Linked DNA regions of Mus musculus: region 1 is linked to region 2. Evidence: chromatin contacts called from public promoter capture Hi-C data. All regions are on one chromosome and are shown on one strand. The core of a region is the stretch at or near the end of the contact, and the rest is flanking DNA. Distances in the headings are between cores, read along the strand shown. Region 1 holds the start of Lag3 (lymphocyte-activation gene 3). Region 2 holds the start of Tatdn2 (TatD DNase domain containing 2).

Region 1 (4,096 bases), core at 224-2,723, about 11 Mb after region 2:
TGGAGGCCGCGCTCCTCCAGCTGCACGTGGGGATGCAGGGGCTGCCTCCCGCTGCGCAGGCCTCCTGGAGCCACGCTCAGCACCGTGTAGCGACCGGGTGCGGGTTGTCTAGGCGAGGGCATCCCCTGGTGAAGGTCAAGGGCCGGGATGGGAGTGGGTTGGCCACTGGTTGGGGAGAGAGAATAGGATTGAGAAATTTGATAAGGCCACGAAGAAGATGCACTCAAGCATGCTTTGAGGATAAAGTTAACCTGCCTAAGAGACCTCTTGACCGTCAGCAGCCTCCCCTCTCCCCCATAACTACCCCTGTCCCCACTTCCGTTGGTCTTCAGCACTATCTGCTACTGGAGAGGTGGGGCACTACAGGATGCCGGTGTGTGGGGAGCAATCCACAGGAAGGCTGTGTGGTTTTAGAGGACACTGAGCTACTGGCTTTAGAGGGGCTCACAAAGAGGACAAAACTGGCTTGGACAGGGTTTTATCCATTAGGACAGGATTGGGAGGTTCTGTTGTTCAACTTTGGAGTTCATACCTGTCTGGTTGATGTTGCCAGATAACCCCTCCTCTTCGTAGAAAGTTAGGATCCAGGTTGGGGGATTTGAGGCTGCAGGGAAGATGGACGGGAGCTCCCTCCTGGGCCCACACCACGGGGAGCTCTTTCCCAGGCCCTGAAGACACAACTAGTGGAACAAAAGAGAGGCCAAGGGCATTGAGCCAAGAGATTGGAGAATAGAGAAATGCCCTGGCTTTCCTAAGAAAGAAACATCATGCCTCCCTGTTGAAGGGAGGCTGAGGCAGCTTTGGGATCTGCCCTTATACAAAGTGATGGTGCACGCCTCTAATCCCAGCACTGGGGAGGCAGAGGCAAGTGGATCACTATAAATTCAAGGCCAGCCTGGTCATCAGAGCCAGTCCCAGGACAGCCAGGGCAACACAAAGAAACCCTGTCTCAAAACACACACACACACACACACACACACCCCTCCCCTCAACAAAAGCATTGGAATATCACCACAGCTAAAGAGACAGCCATAGAGGTCCCTGCTGGACTCTCCACCTTACCTGGAGCTTCCCAAAGCAGTCCCAGAAGCAAAAAGCCAAGGAGCAGGTCCTCCCTCATCTCCTCTATGGCCCGGGCCTCCCCAGCCCTCCAAGGGAGGTTAGAAAAAGGTCCTGGGAGGAGAGAGAGACAGACAGACAGACAGACACACACACACACACAGAGAGAGAGAGAGAGAGAGAGAGAGAGAGAGAGAGAGAGAGAGAGAAGTTCTACAAGGAGGAGGTGAGGCGGAGGGAAAGAATGTAGGGTGAAGAGGACGCCCCAGGAGTGGGGACTGGAGACAGCAGGATGGATAATGATCAGAGGCCCGGGCTGGGACCCAGAGCAGAGTGCAGGCAAACCCACTGCAGCTAGCTAGAACTTGAGCTGCTCCTCCAGACCCAGTCCTTCTGCTTCTCCTCCCCACTGCCCGCCCCCCCAGACCAAGGCGCGGGGTTTCGCTTCGCAGTGGAAAGTGTGAGGGGGCTGATTCCCAGCAGCCGAGCCCTCCTCTCGGTGGTGGCACTCCCCTTGTTTACTTCCTCAGACTCGGGTCTCCCTACCGCCCCCTCTTCACCTCTTCCCCCTCTGTCTCCTCTCTCTCTCTCTCTCTCTCTCTCTCTCTCTCTCTCTCTCTCTCTCTCTGCCAAGCATTTCTGCCTAGAACTACAGCTGTATCTTTAAGCTTCCTCTACTGTCCCCACAGTTTCTTCTTGACTTGCTCTTTCCCATTAACACTGAAAAAAAAAAAAAAAAAAGCCACTGTCCTACAGTCTGCCTGCCTAGCCTTTCAGCATCTCTTGGACAGGTACTCAAGAAGTGTCACCATACCACAAGTTACCAGATCTGGGTAAGGGCTCAGTGGAAAAGTATAGTAGCCACACGGTGTTAACCTTCATTCTATGCTACATATAACTGTATTATACATTTTCCGTAAAGCAACTTGTGAAACTTGATGCGCGCCCCTTTTTGTACAGATTTCGGGACTTGAGGCTCACAGGCATTAAATAACTTGCCAACATTAGGAAGCATGAAGGCAAAAGCTGTCTAGTCCTTAACCCTACTTGCATTATGGGATGGCCTTTCATCTTCTAGGAAGATGACACTGAGAAACTTGGTTTTATGTGTGTGTGTGGGGGGGGGGGGGAGTTCGAGACAGGGTTTCTCTGTGTATTCCGGCTGTCTTGAAACTCACTTTGTAGACCAGGCTGGCCTTGAACTCAGAAATGCGCCTGCCTCTGCCTCCTGAGTGCTGGGATTAAAGGCATGCACCACCTACCACATTCGGCTGGGAAACTTGTTTTAGATGTCTACTTTTATTTATGTGTCTGTATACATAAATTCCCCACCCTGTGTGAATGCTCAGAGGCCTGAAGAGGGTGTCAGATTCCTTGGAACTGGAGTTACAGGTGTTTTGGGAGCCGCCCCATCTGGATGCTCGACATCAAACCTAGGTCTTCTTGAAAGGCAACAAGCACTCATAACTGCAGAACGGCCTTTCCAGCCCTGACAATAGGATGTTTTCCTGTCTTCAAAACCTCCCTCCTCCCCAAGATTCTGTACTTTAAGAAAAAAATGAAGGCAAGGGTCTATGGAGATGGAATAATGCAGGAATCTTATAGCAAGGAAAACTCAAGAGAGACCAAGGTGTCAGCAACAGTGGCATGTGTAAGTCAAGATTTTGGAAGGTGGGGTGAATTGAAGCTGGCTTGCTTGGGCCCATGAGTTCAGGGTCATCCCTGGCTACAAAGTAGATGCTATGCCAACAAAATGAAACTTAAAATAAAAAGGGAAAAAGACCTTTAATCCCAGTACTTACTAGGCAGAGGCAGGTGGCTTTATGTGAATTTCAGACCAGCCAGGGCTGCGTAGTAAGACTATAAAACAAGAGGAACTGAGGCAGGCTAGAGGAACCCAACAACCTTTGCTCCCCAGCTCAGCTGAGCTGAGAAAATGAAGACGATGACAAGGAGACAGGCCTGATAACTAACTCTGGAGTCTTTTGCCGCCCATGTATGAGAACTCTGCTTCCCACGAGTCAAAAATGTGTCCATGCTTGGGAGTTCTCTTTCCAAACTCTAGGTTGAGACATGGGCCTAACAGCCTCTTCCACCTTGGGGGCAGGACTTCCTGTTTCTATCTGCCTGGTTCAGCACAATGGAGCTGGAAGCTTTCCACTGGGCTCAGCAGAGTCTAGATCTTACGTGAGTTAACATGATATAGTGTGCACTGCTGAGGAGAAACCTCCCCAGGAGCCCAAAAACAGGACGTATGTCAGCCCCCAGAGGAAGACCTTGAGCTCCCACTCCGAGGACTGGCCATGTCTCTTATAATCTGGGTATGAGGTCAGCCACGCCCTCTACACCCTTTCATGCACTGACCGGACTGCGGGAAAGCAGGAGACGGGTTAAAAACAGAAGCGCGACCGTTTCTTTATTAAATTATACAAAAAGGGGAGGGGGCAGCTTCGGGGCTTGGCCCCAACCCCAGCCCCACCCCGGCCTGGCGCTGTCTGAGAGGAGGGAATCTGAGGGAGACCCAGGGGTCAGGCAGGAGAAAGAAGGGCAGGCTGAGAGGCTCGGGGTGTAGAGGGCAAGGAGAGGCTTCGCAGGGACCGGAACATATGGGATGGTGAGGGAAGGCAGGAAAGAAGAACAAGAATGCTAGGGCAAGTGAGGGCTGGCTGGGGAGCTCAGATGAGGCGGGTCAGGAGCTGGACCGGTGGCAGTGAGGGTGAAGGAGCAGTGTCTGGAGAGATGGAAATGAGAGGCTGGGTCAAAGGACAAGGGTCACAGCTCTGGGGCAGGGCCAGAGCAGGGAGCCAGGAGAAAGGGGGCTGGATTTGTGTGTTCCCGCCCCACCTCCAGGACCTGAGGGGCCTCCCATCCCCAAGCCCACGGGCAGGGGTTCATGCCGACGCCCCGTTTTCTGTCTTCTGCCTCTTGGGGTCTGCTTCATCCTGTGGAGAGGATAAGAGTTGAAGTAGCTGTACAAAGGAGACTTCCCCGTTCCTGCTGGCCCTGCTCTGGCCCCTGCCTATCCATGCTACCCACA
Region 2 (3,727 bases), core at 562-3,061:
TGTATGTATGTATGTATTTTAGTTTGCTGTTACACAAGGCTAGCTGGCCCATCTCTGTTGATGTAGAAGTGCTTAGATTGTATATACCCTTGCTGTACAGCCAGCTTTTATGTGGGTCCTGGTATTTGAACTTAAGACTTCATGGTTGTGGCCAGTGATTTAGTACATTGTCACTTTAGGGAGGGTTTTTATCAGCAATGCCACCTTTGCAGGGCTTGGGGCACTTGTATAACCCTTCATGGATATTAAAGTTGCTTTTATTTTTACTGTTACAAATAGGGATGGTTGCCAGGTGGTGGTGGCAGCACACACGTGTCTCTAATCCCAGCACTTGGGAGGCAGAGGCAGGCAGAATTTTATGAGTTTGAGACCAGCCTGGTTGGCAGACCTAGTTCCAGGACAGTCAAGATTTCACAGAGAGAGCCTGTCTTGAAAGAATCAAATCAAACCAAAACAACAAAACGACACCCCCCCCCCCAAAAAAAAAAGAAAAACCCCACAAACAAATAGAGATGGCTTCTGGGATGGTTAACCTTCACTGTGAACTTGGGTTAACAACCCTCTAGGAGTTAGATATGCTCTGGCTGTGACTAGGAGGGAGTTTACCGAGAGGATGAACTGAAGACAGAAGACTCTGAGTATGGGAGGTGCTATTCCATGGGTTTGGCTCCTGCATTGGGTAATTAAAAAAAAAAAAAAAAGTGAAGGCCAGCTGAGTGTGGAGAGCCTTTAGTTCTTGCCACCACAGCTGTTGGCCAAGAGCAGTCTGGGAATGAAGTAGTAGGACAAACTCTTTTCTTTACTGTTTTGGTTCTGGGGGGCGGGGGCATTTTAAGTGTCACAGGCTGGTCTGGAATTCCTGACCCTCCCCTCCAACACCTCCAGAGGGCTGCGATTACTTACAGACTTGTGTGACACCTGGGTAATTTGGTGATTAGGATCAAAAGCTTGCTTCTCCTGTAAGTGCTCTGCTATTGAGCTGCAATCATTACCTTTTCTGGGGTTGGTGTGGGAAGGTTTGAAACAGGGTCTCAAGAAGTTAGGAGGTGACCTTGAACTCTGGATCCTCTGTCCTACGGCTCTCTTGATGTGGGGTTATATCTCTTCTTTTCTTTCTCTCTCTCTCTCTTTTTTTTTCTTTTCTTTTGATCTCACTCGGAAGCCTAGGTTGATCGGAACTCATTAGCTATCCCAAACTGGCTTCGAACTCAGCAGTTCCCCAGCCTCAGCGACCCAAATGGAATTACCAATGTGAGCTACTATGGCTGCTTCAGGCACCTCTCTGTTCTCCCCACCCCCCGCTATTAAAATTTTTTTAGTTGTAGTCAGGTTCTAAAACGTCTAGGCTGGACTTTGTCAATCGTCCTGCCTCTTCTTCCTGAGCAGTTGGTTTTACAGGTCTATCCGGCAGGCCTGGTTCTGTTTTTTGTGTGTGTATGGCTTGTGCCTGCTAACCCCAATTCCGTCACTTTCTGGGTGTGTCGCTTGGTTTTTATCGAGCCACAGTTTCCTGCGTTGTTTTTTTTAAAAAAAAAAAAAAAAGGGGGAGGGGGGATGGGTGAGTAGGTGAGTGAGTGACAATGTTTGGCACGCGCGTCCGGTACCAAGAGGCCCGCCAAGTTACCCTCCATCGGTATTTTCGGCTCCCGGGCGTCCCCAGCAGGCCCTTCGCGCGGATCCAGGGCCACGTGAGAAGCTCCGCCACATATCGCTCCCAACCAACCACAGAGCTTCGTGAGGCGTAGGGGCACGCCCCAGAACGTCGGACCAACAGGCGCGCTCCGTCTTGCCCGAAGTCACGCCCCTCTCCCGTTGGAGCAATCGGCGCCGTCCCTGACGCCGGCTCCGCCCCTGCCGCACGCCGGCCGCCGGCCGCTGGGCAGGTTCCGCGGAGCTGACGCCGAGGTTGCGAAGTAGGCGGCGGGGCCGAGGCCTTGGATGAGGGCGCGGTGCGGCGCTGGGCCGGGTCAGCTGGAGGAGCGGAGGTGACTTCCGGCGCGCGGCTCCGGAGGCCAGTGGCTCCCTCAGGCCCGGGGCGGGACGGGGCGGCGGGAGGCGAGCGGCCACCCCGCCCGCGGCCCGCCCTTGGCGTCCGGGGCCTGCGGGCGCGTGCGGCCCAAAAGGCGGCTCCGCACGCGCTCGGCCCCCCGCGCAGGGCTTCGGAAGGCAGACCGCTGCACCGCGCCGCGCCGCGCCGGAAGCGCCTCGGCGTCTCGGGAGTGGCGCGCTGTTGACAGCCGCGCTCGCGGACTTGGGCTGCGCGTTGTTCGGGCTCGGCGCTCGGCCCGCGGACGCTTCTCGGAGCGCTGTGGCGTCCCCGAAGCCCGTAGCACTGGAATGGGCAGACGACAGGAACGGGAAAGGTCAGTGGGGCCGATTCCCGCCGTTGCCCTAGCGGCTTCCCGGCGGTGTGAGGCGAGCAGCCGCCAAGGCTGCTGCTACAATCGTCGTTCCTCTGTCCCTGGCAGGTGCCCATGGCGTCGGAGCGGCGCAAGGTCAAGTATCACTGGGGCAGCACGTCGGAAGGGTGTCCCAGCAAGCGCAGCCGCCCCCGGGAGCCCGGCAATGTGGCCCCCTCCAGCCGGCCAGGTCGCAGGTGTGCGTCGCGTCCTCGAGGGGCCAGCAGCCCCCAGCGTCTGAAAGTCCGGCGCGGGGACGATGTGGCCCGCGCTCCTCGGAGCTCAGTCCGCCGTCGCACCTCCTCTTCCTCTTCTTCGTCCTCTCTCTCTTCGGGCTCAGGTGTGGGTGAGGCCGCTTCCCCTGGCTTCCTGATTGCGAGCCCTCGGAGACTATTTACGTCCAAGGGGTCCCCTCTGCACCCTGCCCACTCCTCTCTAGAAGAAATGGCTTCTCTACGGAAGGAAGCTTGTAGCGTTAAGGTACGTGGCAGCGACGTCTGGCAAACAGTGAAGTCCCTTGCACGTGGTTTGAGGGGTGGAGAGAAGACATTTGGTGGGAAGAGAATAAAAATTAGATCTTTCCTGTGGAGGGCCTGGTGTGTGTGTGGGGGGGGGCGAGGGGGAGGGTGTTGAGGGGTAGAGCTCAGTATGGAGGGGGTTTTCAAACTTGGTGGCATTTGGAACTACTAGGAAAGCCTGATAATGGTTGTGGTCTGCCATCCCAGAGAGAGTGATTATAGATAGTTTGGAGGGATCTCTGCAACCTTCGAGTGATTGTAAATGGACAGTGGAACTGGAGGATCAGCACAATGGAAGGTGGAATAATGCCCAGGAAAGATGATGTAGATTTCGGTCAATTTATAGAGTTTGCCCTTGGGGCTGGAGAGAAGAAGGCACATACAGCTGCTGAAGGAGGACACAGGTTCTGAGAGCCCAGGTCAGGTGGTTCACAAGCCCCTGTAATTCCAGCTCCCATTCCTCGGGCTCCCATGGGTATCTATCTTCATGTGCACTTAACCCACATACGTGCACTTAATTAAAAATAAAATTAAATGGTCTTTGTACTTAGAACCGCTCTGAATTGCAGCTCAGGAAATGGACTCTTAGTGTGGCTTTTCACCAAAGTTGTGGATTTCTGCATGTTGGCATTCTCTGTTTGGTTAACAGGGTTTTGGATTTTTGAGACAGGGTCTCCTATAGACCAAGCTGTCCTGAATCCCACAGATCCCTGCCTGCTTTAAAGGTGTATGTCACTACACCTGGCTTGGGTACTTTTTTAGTTTATTAGTAGTTATCTTTGGAGATCAGCTCAAGTCTAGTTCCGCAGG

The links. Promoter capture Hi-C pulls out the DNA fragments that hold promoters and counts their contacts.
Region 1: a promoter capture Hi-C map of cranial neural crest shows a contact between it and region 2. The contact joins the promoter of Lag3 here to the promoter of Tatdn2 in region 2.

The regions. Positions count from the first base shown.
Region 1 is chr6:124,910,232-124,914,327 of GRCm38.p6, forward strand. It overlaps Lag3 (lymphocyte-activation gene 3), which reads right to left and starts at 1,474. Exons shown (of 8, transcript NM_008479.2): 1 at 1,063-1,474; 2 at 533-680; 3 at 1-165. The coding sequence starts at 1,120. Ptms (parathymosin) reads right to left here. Exons shown (of 5, transcript NM_026988.2): 5 at 3,444-4,001. The coding sequence ends at 3,951.
Region 2 is chr6:113,695,239-113,698,965 of GRCm38.p6, forward strand. Tatdn2 (TatD DNase domain containing 2) reads left to right here and starts at 1,812. Exons shown (of 8, transcript NM_001347356.1): 1 at 1,812-2,363; 2 at 2,469-2,879. The coding sequence starts at 2,475.